2 separate regions of the Cricetulus griseus genome follow, and region 1 is linked to region 2. The links are chromatin contacts, called in public Micro-C maps. All regions are on one chromosome and are shown on one strand. The core of a region is the stretch at or near the end of the contact, and the rest is flanking DNA. Distances in the headings are between cores, read along the strand shown. Region 1 has its middle 26 kb from the start of Mir31. Region 2 overlaps LOC118238309 (a long non-coding RNA gene).

Evidence for each region. A called contact is a pair of places that touch in the nucleus more often than the background predicts.
Region 1: a contact with region 2 is called in a Micro-C map of the CHO-K1 cell line, with 4 times the contacts expected there. The contact joins two enhancer-like sites. A contact is called at or near these places in 3 of 8 Hi-C or Micro-C datasets (the CHO-K1 cell line and fibroblasts).

The regions. Positions count from the first base shown.
Region 1 is chr2:59,170,697-59,175,518 of CriGri-PICRH-1.0, forward strand. No RefSeq gene overlaps it. Among named protein-coding and RNA genes, the nearest start is that of Mir31, 26 kb to the right of the region's middle. Within about 2 kb of position 1,480, at least 6 of the 6 cell types and tissues checked have open chromatin away from gene starts, as enhancers often do. A contact at or near this core is called in the CHO-K1 cell line and fibroblasts, where this site is marked.
Region 2 is chr2:59,049,283-59,054,161 of CriGri-PICRH-1.0, forward strand. It overlaps LOC118238309 (a long non-coding RNA gene), which reads right to left. Exons shown (of 3, transcript XR_004768215.1): 2 at 4,376-4,879; 3 at 426-1,726. Among named protein-coding and RNA genes, the nearest start is that of Mtap, 89 kb to the left of the region's middle. Within about 2 kb of position 2,404, at least 2 of the 6 cell types and tissues checked have open chromatin away from gene starts, as enhancers often do. A contact at or near this core is called in the CHO-K1 cell line and fibroblasts, where this site is marked.

The DNA.
Region 1 (4,822 bases), core at 230-2,729, 120 kb after region 2:
GTCTTTCCTGGTGGGATTCATATAAAAGGATTTTTTTCCCATTTCACCAAAAGAATTGTGTTAAATGGCTACCTAATCTGATGATATCATGATTCAATAAATAAATTTAGAATTAATACATTTGCACTTCAAAGAATGCTTTGGGTTTTCCATAAATAGATTTAACTACATGTCCCTCCCCCACCCCAAACAAACAGCTCTTTCTGGATTCACATTTTAAATCGTTCTCTTCACATTTGCAGTATTTGATTTTTTTTTTCCTGTGCACAATCAGTATAAACTTGAAAGCTAATTTTCTTTCAAAAATTTCAGGACTATTTTAATAGTGACAATGTGTTTAATTGTTGTTCTTACTTCTTGATCAACGTAGCCGAGATAGTTTGAGGGTTTTCATTCTTCAAAAAGGGGGTCTTGAATTAGAGCCATCTTAAGTGAAGTGTAATGATTCCTACTATTGTGTACTGAACACTATTAATCAGGCCCTGACCTCCTGACACATAACTTCAGTGTAGAAAAGATAGAAACATTTCATGCACCTGCTTTATCAGGAAAAATTAAACTTGAGTCTCACACATAAGTCTTGGACTCAAATATGTGCTCATGTTAGTGCAATTTGTGTAATAAACTAACCCTACTTGACTTGCCTTTTTTATAGTTGGCTAAGCAATGAATACCATTTCATTACTGAACATCTGGTGATTAATTTTCATCTTGGTTGAATAAATAATTTTTACACTGAGATGTTATCATATAATTAATGAAACATCACTGTGAATCCTGCTCGTCCCCTTTCTGCACCCCACCTGTAGAATTTTTCTTGGGGGTAATGGAGCCTTTATTAAAATGTAATTGCATTTACTTGCAGAAGACAATTTCCACTCTCTTACATGAGGGTAAAAGGCCTCATGCTGCGTTTGCAGAGACCACAGACAAAAACCCTGTGTATATAATTCTGTATTTACTTGAAATTTTCCAAGATGGAACTTAGTCTCTATCTTCAGGTAGCTGAAATTTAGTTAGAAAGGACTAGGGAAGCACACACCTCTGCTTATACACTATATTATTAAACACGAATCTCCCGGGACAGTAAAAATGATGTTCTTAGAGACATGGCAGTACAAAGAAAGGGAACATTCATCCAAAGGGAAAGTTAGTAGAGAGATTCAGAGCGCCAAGCCCTCTCTAAAATAGCAGAGATCTGGGCTTGCATAGGTACCTAGCAGGGGGTTGGGGTGGGGGTGGAGGTTCGACGCAGCCAGTGTCGCGAATATAAGGGATGGTAGAATTCCCCCACTGGCCTTGAAGGTCGTTTAGACTCTCAGGGGAAGGGGGATGGTGTCGCCACCCTACAGGGCTCCGAAGGACCCCTGGCGGCATAGCTTTCAATATGTCCGGAGGGCTGTGGTTCAAGCAGGTGGCTGTGCGGTGACTGCAGCATGGGCGGTGACCATCTTGTCCTTGCCAGGCCGCGGCGCTGGGGAGCTGCACCGAGCGCAGCTAAAGCTGACCGGGCGGAGGCGCGGCCGGGTCCCTCTCGGGGCGGGGCCAGGGCGGGGCGTCGGGCCGCGCGGCAGGTGTGGGCGTGCGGAGGTGGCACAGCCCGCTGCGTCTACGACCTGCGCACAACGCGGGATGAAGACGCGCACGCGGGGCTCGGAAAGGCCTCAGGTAAGCGGGCGCGGGCATTGGCGCGCGGCGAGCACCCGGGGGACCAGGGACGAGGTGACCCCGCAGGGCGCGTGGGGAGCGGAGCGCGGTCCTGCACCGTCACCCGCGCTCGGCCATATGCCCGGGCCGCGCGCGATCCTCGAGCACGCGGGAACCGGAGCGCGATGGTCACTGGCGCTCTCGGCTGGGGCGTCCCTGTGCGGCCCACGCACCACTTCAAACTCCCGGTGCTTGGAAACTTTCCGGGCTCCTCGGGGCTGGGAGGGGGTGAACAGAAATCAGGCGCGCGAGGAAAACCCTCACCAGGACGTGTCGTCTGCTTTCAGAGCAGCCACAGTGGGAAAAGGGTGTTCCCAATACGCCGACCCTCTCTCGGTGACCCCACCTGAAAAGTCCCTGCTCCTCTAGGGAGACAGTTGTTGCAGGGTTCCCTTAGTTAGGCAGTGGCAACGCAGAAGGCAGCGAAACAGGCACAAAGTGCCCCCCCCAACACCTCAGCTTCTCAGGGGGACAGCTTTGTCCCTGCCCCAAAGGCAATAGGGCTAGGAATGGGGGCTCAGAACCTGCACCCAGTGTTGGAGCAAGTGTCTGTGGCTCGGGCCACAAACACCCGGGGGTGCCTTGCGGATTCCGAATCGGGCCTTTCAGCTTCCTCATTGAAGTCTTGGCACCTTTGAAGTGGAATTAGGGCAGGAAAAAAAAAAAAAGTAAGGTTTTTGTGCAGAGTTTATTACCTGTGGATTAAAATGCTTGGTAGGCAGAAGTTTCAACAAGGCTCAGTTTTATAATTTGTTTTGAGATAGTTTTTGTTGAGTTAATTTTTGTTTGAAGTGATTGAAAGGTGACTCTCAACTTTAGTGAGTTTGTGTTTGGTTGAAGTGGGGGCTAACTTTTAAAGTTGTTTTTCCACTCTTATTCTGGTTATTTTTCAGTATCCCCAGAGTTAATTCCGTAGGCATGTTCTTTATCTTGATTTTTATCATCAAAAAAGGGTCAAAAGAATAATGTTTAGTCACATTCCCTACCAAAGAAGTACTATAGCTAGCCTTCCTTTTCCTTTGTAATTCGTGCAGAGCCTCTTGGAAACTAGGTTGGGCCCCAAATTGGCATTTTTGATTTGTGATTAATTTTTTTTTTTTGGAGGGTGGACCTCATGGAAGTTTTTTGCTTTACATCGTGTTAGGTCTTTATTATATATGTAGCTATTGGTTTCATGGTAGATGTGAGAGAAAGCAAGAAACCTGAAAAGTATCTAGTAGAATCTGGGTGAAGTTTTGTAAGTTCTGAAGAGTATGTAGTAGTGACAAAATACTTGACTGACGTGGGGTTGGCTTGTTTTCAGATTTTAAATAGGTTAATGTAAGAAAGAAGCTATGAAATTTTTAATATTTGAGCATCTTTATAAAACAGAAGTGGAAAAAATGGAAAGCAAAACAATTTTCCTGTGTATCATTTTTTCCTCTTAGTTTGAAATCAACTTTCTTAATTTGGCCCAAAGTTGAAGCTATAGTTAAAGACAGTTGTTAACTATTTAGGGTAATTACAGATCATTAATTGATTTACTTTAATAACACTTTTCTTCAGTGATAGGTTTTGTAGGATGTATTTTGCTGGGTATATTGACCTCTTGAGATTAGGTACCATTAAATTTTCCATAGTCACAATTTCTCTTCATTACTTGTGTCTAAGTATTTTTAGCCTCTGAACATTGTGGAGGCTCTTAAATTTAAACTGCAAAAAGGCTAAAATGTAGTCACTGATTGTTAACATTTTAGGATAAAGTATAGTATTAAATGCTAATATAGAATGAAGACATTTTAGGGCAGATAATTCTCTAATCATAAATAAGAAAGAACTCATAATAAATTGTTGACATCTTCTTGATGTATCTACCACAAATAGTTGAGTAAAAGTAACCTCTAAAGGTTTCAAAAGTTTTAATGAGAGAGAAACTTTGTTACAACATAGTTCTGTAATGTGGGAAACAAACAAACAAACAAAAAAACCTGTTGAATCTAGAGTAGAGCCAGCCTAAGTAAGAAATGGTGAAATTTGAGATCTTTGAATTGTGAGCTATGCCTTCACTGGGGGCTTTTAAACAGTGGCAATACATGTGTAGAAAGATCAGTTATTTAATTTGTACATGTAAGCGCCCTAACATGCTTGCTTGGTTGGCAGAGTCTCTGGCTATTTTTCATTCCATGCTTTTCTATGAGGGAGACCCTAGGGAGTTATCAAAAAAAAAAAAAAAAAAAAAATGGGAGGAAGTTTGTGATGAGGTGGAAAACTCTAAGCATAGCTATGGGGAAAATGTGTGTTGGCTTTAGTAGTAAGGAGGGTAAAAGGTGGAGTTTAGGCTCAAGATTTACTTGTAGATTCTCTAGCATTTTCTACTTTATTGTATAATCAATATTTTAGCCGATATATAGTTACTGCATGAATGACATCAAATCCTGGCAGGGATGGGCGAACTCATCCAAAATCCTTGAAACCTTGATGAAGGCTTTATCAAATATGCTGTTTTGTATTTTCTAGCTGTTCCTAACTACTGAGCACTTAGAGCCAACTTACACATTCCACAGAATTAACTAAATGGTTTCCATTTTAAGAGAAATACTTATTTCAATACCACAAATAGCACCACTCCTTTGAGCAAAACAATAACTCTGGTACCTTAAAAATATGCTTTTAGTAGGGGAAATACAACTTACATTGACTGTCAGTGATCTTACTATGAGTATTTTTGGCCCACTTTACATTTCTGTATTTGTGCTGTCTTTGACAGATCAGTCCAGCACTAAAGACTATGGGGAAAATTAATAAAACGAGCAATGCCTGTTGATCCTTTTTCTTCCATAGACCTGTATCTGCATGAATTCGGGCCCACAAGAGGTCTTAGAGTATAACCCCACACAGCCCTTTACTGATTCTGAGAGCAGACAATAGAGACAGGAGTCAGCTCTGGCATTAGCAAAGCGGACTTCATGTTCTATATAGCAAATCAAGCCCTGGGCTCTTTTAGCCCTATCCAACTCAGCCCCACTTCCTTCCCCAGGGTGTAACAACTGGATTAAAAGACTTAGATCCAAATGGGAAAATTAGTGTCATTTGTATATAGGCAGTAGCCGTATTCAAAGTGCTTTCAAACTAATTG
Region 2 (4,879 bases), core at 1,154-3,653:
ACTGAATGATATCTGGTCTTGACATTCTCCACCCCCCCCCCCACACACATTAGTCAATTACTTTCCAGTTTAGCTCAAGGACTTGAGTCAAATTCTTTGCCAGAATATACTGGCCCAGCTCTCACTAGCATACTTGTTTCTACATGAAGCTTCATGAACCAGACCTCCATCTGCGTTTTCTTGACTTTTCTAAAGACATTCTAGTCTTTCAAACTCCTGCCACTCAAACTTCCATTAAGCCATGCTTAATATGGCTTATCTATCCCAAAGTTCCAAATTCTTTCACACTTTTCTTGCAAACCACTTCCTAAAAATGCTAAGAACCACATGGTCAGGTTTGTTATCACAGCAAGGACACCACTCTTGGAAACTATTTTCTATATTATTTCTCTCTTTTCTGTGACAAAATACTTGACAAATAAAACTTAAGGCAGGAAGCATTTATTTTGGCTCATAGTTTGAGGGCATAGTCTTGGTAATGAAGGATGGATGGACACAGTACATCCACAGTTAGGAAAAACATGCACACATAGTACCCTAGAAACACTATCATATCTGTCTGTGCTTGTGTTGTCTGCATACAAGCCAGACATTTACACTAAAAATTATGGCAAGAAAGGAAAGGAAGAGCTATGACAATCCAGAGTTGCTTTTAAGTCCACATTTAATTACAAAGTTGAAAGGAGAGAGTACTAGTAAAATATGATTCTATGAGGACACTAAATACAACAATTGACTAAACATCCACTTTCCCTGTTCAAGCAAGAATAAAATGCACAAGCCTATACGAGCTGTCTGCCTTTTATACATGAATTTTAAAAATTATTTTTGTGTGTATTTAAGGCATGTAAAAAATATTGCAGATTATGTATAGAAAGTAAAAAAAAAATCACCGTATGAATAAAGTTAACATACCTGTCTGTTCCCACCCCCTACTCTTACACACCTTTTTGTTTGTTTGTCTCCCACCCCCCTCTCTACTCTTCACACAGCTTCCTTGTTCAGTTTTCTGGTAAGATCAGATTATACCTCACTTAGCACAAATCCTAAATGCGATTTTAAAGTAAAATTTTCTTATCTAGAACAGCATTAAATAGCAAATGAAACATCCTAAAATGTAGAGCACCCATCAAGAAGGAATAGAAAATGTATGCCTTGGGACCATCAGCAGCATCTTTCTTCCTCCTTTTGAACAAGAGAACCTGCGTTTCCTTTTGTACCAGACCAAGTGGGGTTGCTAGCTGTACCTGCCTTTAATAAACACGCAGACTGCAATGTGGTTCCAGATTTTCAGTTTTGAAAGGGCATGCCACCCCACACTCCAACCTATGCAGCGACACAGTGAAGTCCGTGCATCTTTCACCATTCTTGTATCAGAGATGAAGCCGTACTGTCTGCTGCAGATGCTGAGGTCTTCCAAGTTCTCTTTCACAGCCATGGAATTCATGTCCTGGCTGCCACATTGGCTGGTAACAAGTCACGGATAAATTCCCAGCCTCAGATATGCCTTTGGTCAAAGGGAACCGCTTGTCTCAGCTGAGCAGAATGTTGAAGTGTCATCCCACCTTCAAAATTCTACAAGGGACTGGCTGTTGGCTTTGGACTACTGAACTGCAGGATCCATTCTTGTTTGCCAAGTTCTACTTTCATTTTCTCGGGCTCGTCCCTCTCAGCAGCAGTGCCAACAAACTCCCAGTGTACCAATCTGGCTCCAAGTCTCTTTTCTCTAGATTTGGACATGAATGCAGTGGTATTGACTTTTATTAAACAAATCATGATTTTTGGAGTTGACAATTTACTGTGCTTAAGCCCAATAAATGTTTGATCATTTGCCTTCTTTTCCCTGTAGTTACAGTTGTAATTATGTCTATTTCTATCCATTCCCAACAAGAGTCTGTCATTCTAATGTTTTACACCAGGGAAACTATTTCTGTATGTTTGCTAGCCAAGAGAAACCACAATTCTTAAACAAAACATGAACTCCCTCAGAGCCACTTAGAATGGATTTTTTGCTCTTACAAGCATTTTCTTCGTGGGAGGAAAAAAATATACCAAAGCCAATATTTTAAAGTTCAATCAGTTATCATCTGGAATATTTTTAAGGAAATTATGAAACTTTTTTTTCACCATGAAATGCTTTGGGGCTAGCTTTTACTCAGAAGTTTTCAACTTCTAAACTATCAATTAAATCCTATTCTTTAACATGAGTTACTCTGGCTCTTGTTAGCTATAAAAGTGATTCTCAGTCATGTTCTTTTAAAGGAATAAAAACACCTCTAAATATGCAAATGTCTCAGACACAAGTTTCTACCGCCCAGGAACACGTCTGCTGGTTTTAGTGGTGCTATCGTGAGTAAGGGTACATTCTACAACTCATTTGGGAAATATTTGCCTGACTCAATCCTAACATTTGGCTACCAGAGTTAGGAAGATAAAAATTAATACCTTCTGAGTCATAAGGTGTGGGTAAGATATAATTCCTAATGCAAGAGAAAATTGTCCTCATGTAGGTCACTTGATCATTTTCAAACCTTGTGGATTTCACCATCAGTCCAGAACAATTTCTGGATTTCAGTAGTTACTGAGGGTCAAGTTTACCGTAATTGTGATGCAACCTTCTTAGTGAGACTTCCCAGGTCACCCCATTTGAAATTACACCCCTTCTTCCTGCTCCTTACCCTTCTGTTAATTGGTTTTGCTAAAAAGCACTTACCACCATTAACATAAACAAATGTTGCTTTTTTTCCCTGTGAGTTCCTATTTGGTTTTGCTATATTCCTGATGGCTATAGCAGACTCTGGCATTATTACTATTATTACTTTTAACAATTAATAAGAAAATGGATAAGTCTATAAGCCATCATTTTTTTTCTTCTGTGATTTGAGCTTTCAATTTGTGATTTATTTACACTGAAGATTTTGTGGCACCGTGGAAGGAAGGAGTGATGATACGGTTCCAGCAGTGAACATCTAGTCTTTTTCTAATAAAGTCAAATAAACAAATGATGTCTCTGTTGCGGTAAGGTTCACATATTTCAGCATTGCCACAGACAACTCACTGTTTTAGAAGGTTGTGGAACCTGTGGTACTGTGGCCCAGTGAGCAGAAGTGGCTCTGTCTTTGGAAACTGCACTCCCCTCTGTATTTGGCTCTAACAAGCTGTTTCCTGTTCTTCTAAGATGTAAGCAAGCTTTGCTGCAAACTCCAATTATCGCAGGCGAACCACCTGGCCCTGTGCCTCCCCTGCCCCACACCAGGCCGTCCCTAGCCAAAATAAACCCTCCCTCAAGTCCTTTCTGCTAGGAAGTTTGTGACAGTGATGTAAAAAGTAACAAATATAATCATTCATAAAATCACAGAGCGTTTCTGTGAGTATAGTGCCCTAGCCAGGCAAAACTAAGAACACCAAACTATGGCTGACTTATAAATACCGGGCTAGTTTAGGGCCTGCAATTTGATGAAATTCTTAACCAACGATAACAAGGAAATCAATGTACTCTACTCAGAATAGACCCTCTTGCTCTGTTCTGCTTCAGGTAAATAGTGTTTAAACTTAGGCATTTTTTTTTTTTTTGCTGGTTAGGAAATTAAAATATATATTTATAAAAGAGATGAAAGGAGGTAATATTAAGCCTGGTCTTAGGGAAGGAAATGCAATAATTCACACAGATACTTTCTCTGAAAGTCTTATATCATTATTCTGACTGATGTGAGCCAACATTTTGGATGTATTGTTAAGAATTTATGTTCTTTTCTTTCTTCTTCTCTTTCTTCCTCCCATCTCCTTTTTCTTAGACAGGTTCTTTTATAGGTGAGGCTGACCTCGAACTTGCCTTTTATCTGAGGATGACCTTGAACTTCTGATCTTCCTGTCTCTACCTTCCTAGTGTTGAAATTACAAAATGAATGCATTTCTTTAAATAATCATTACCTATAAAGGATCAGGTTGAGTGTATACAACTCTCAAAGAGCATCTTTACTAAGAAAAGAACAGTGAGAAAATATTTTGCAAATAAGTAGGAAACTGGCTTATCCACATAAGGCAGACTGCAGATTTACCAGATTGACAAAATGCATCTTAGTAAAATTGATGTTAGACTATAAATAAGAATTTTCCTCTCCTGCAACTCTAAAGCTGTCCTAGCCCATGACTCAGTTTCCTACACCAGTAGTCACAGTAGTCAGGGGAAGGAAATGCTTGCTCACCTTTGCTGTGTTTGTAATAACCACTCCACATCAAAGAAGTGACTCACTCCGCCCCCTTGCCAGCCTCGAGCTTGCTTTCTACCTCCCACCACCCTTTACTGGCTGTGCTGCTGTTTGGCTTGAGGGGCCTCTACCAGCAAGTCTGGGTTTGTGGTGTCTGGCACGCTCACCTCCCTGAATGACTAGGCTTCCAGAGGTGGGCTGTTTTGCAGGTTGGAACCTGAAGTTGACCACCACTTTACCTGACCTCTGGTTCAAGTCATATGATTCAACATCCGGAAGCTGGGCTCATACCGTCTCTCCTTGAACAGCACAGAAGGAAATGGAATAATCTTGTGTCTGTACACCTCTTAAAAGTAAACACAAATAGGTTATGAGTAACCCTGAAAGGTTATGAATGTCTACTTTCGTTGGTTTGAGAGAAATATATTGCTGTTGGGAATTCCACAAACTATCAGATTTTAGTGAGTTCAGCAAGTGCTAACACAGTATGGTGCAGGTGGTGGGTGCTCAGAAAGTATTTATGTCTGAGGAATATGCTTTTTTTTTTTTTTCTAGATGGGAACCATTATAGAGAAATAATTTCACTTCAGTGTTTCTTAGAAAGGAAGGATCTATATTTATTTTAATAAAAATCTATCACCAGATTCAATAGTAGGTGAAGTGTAGACTTG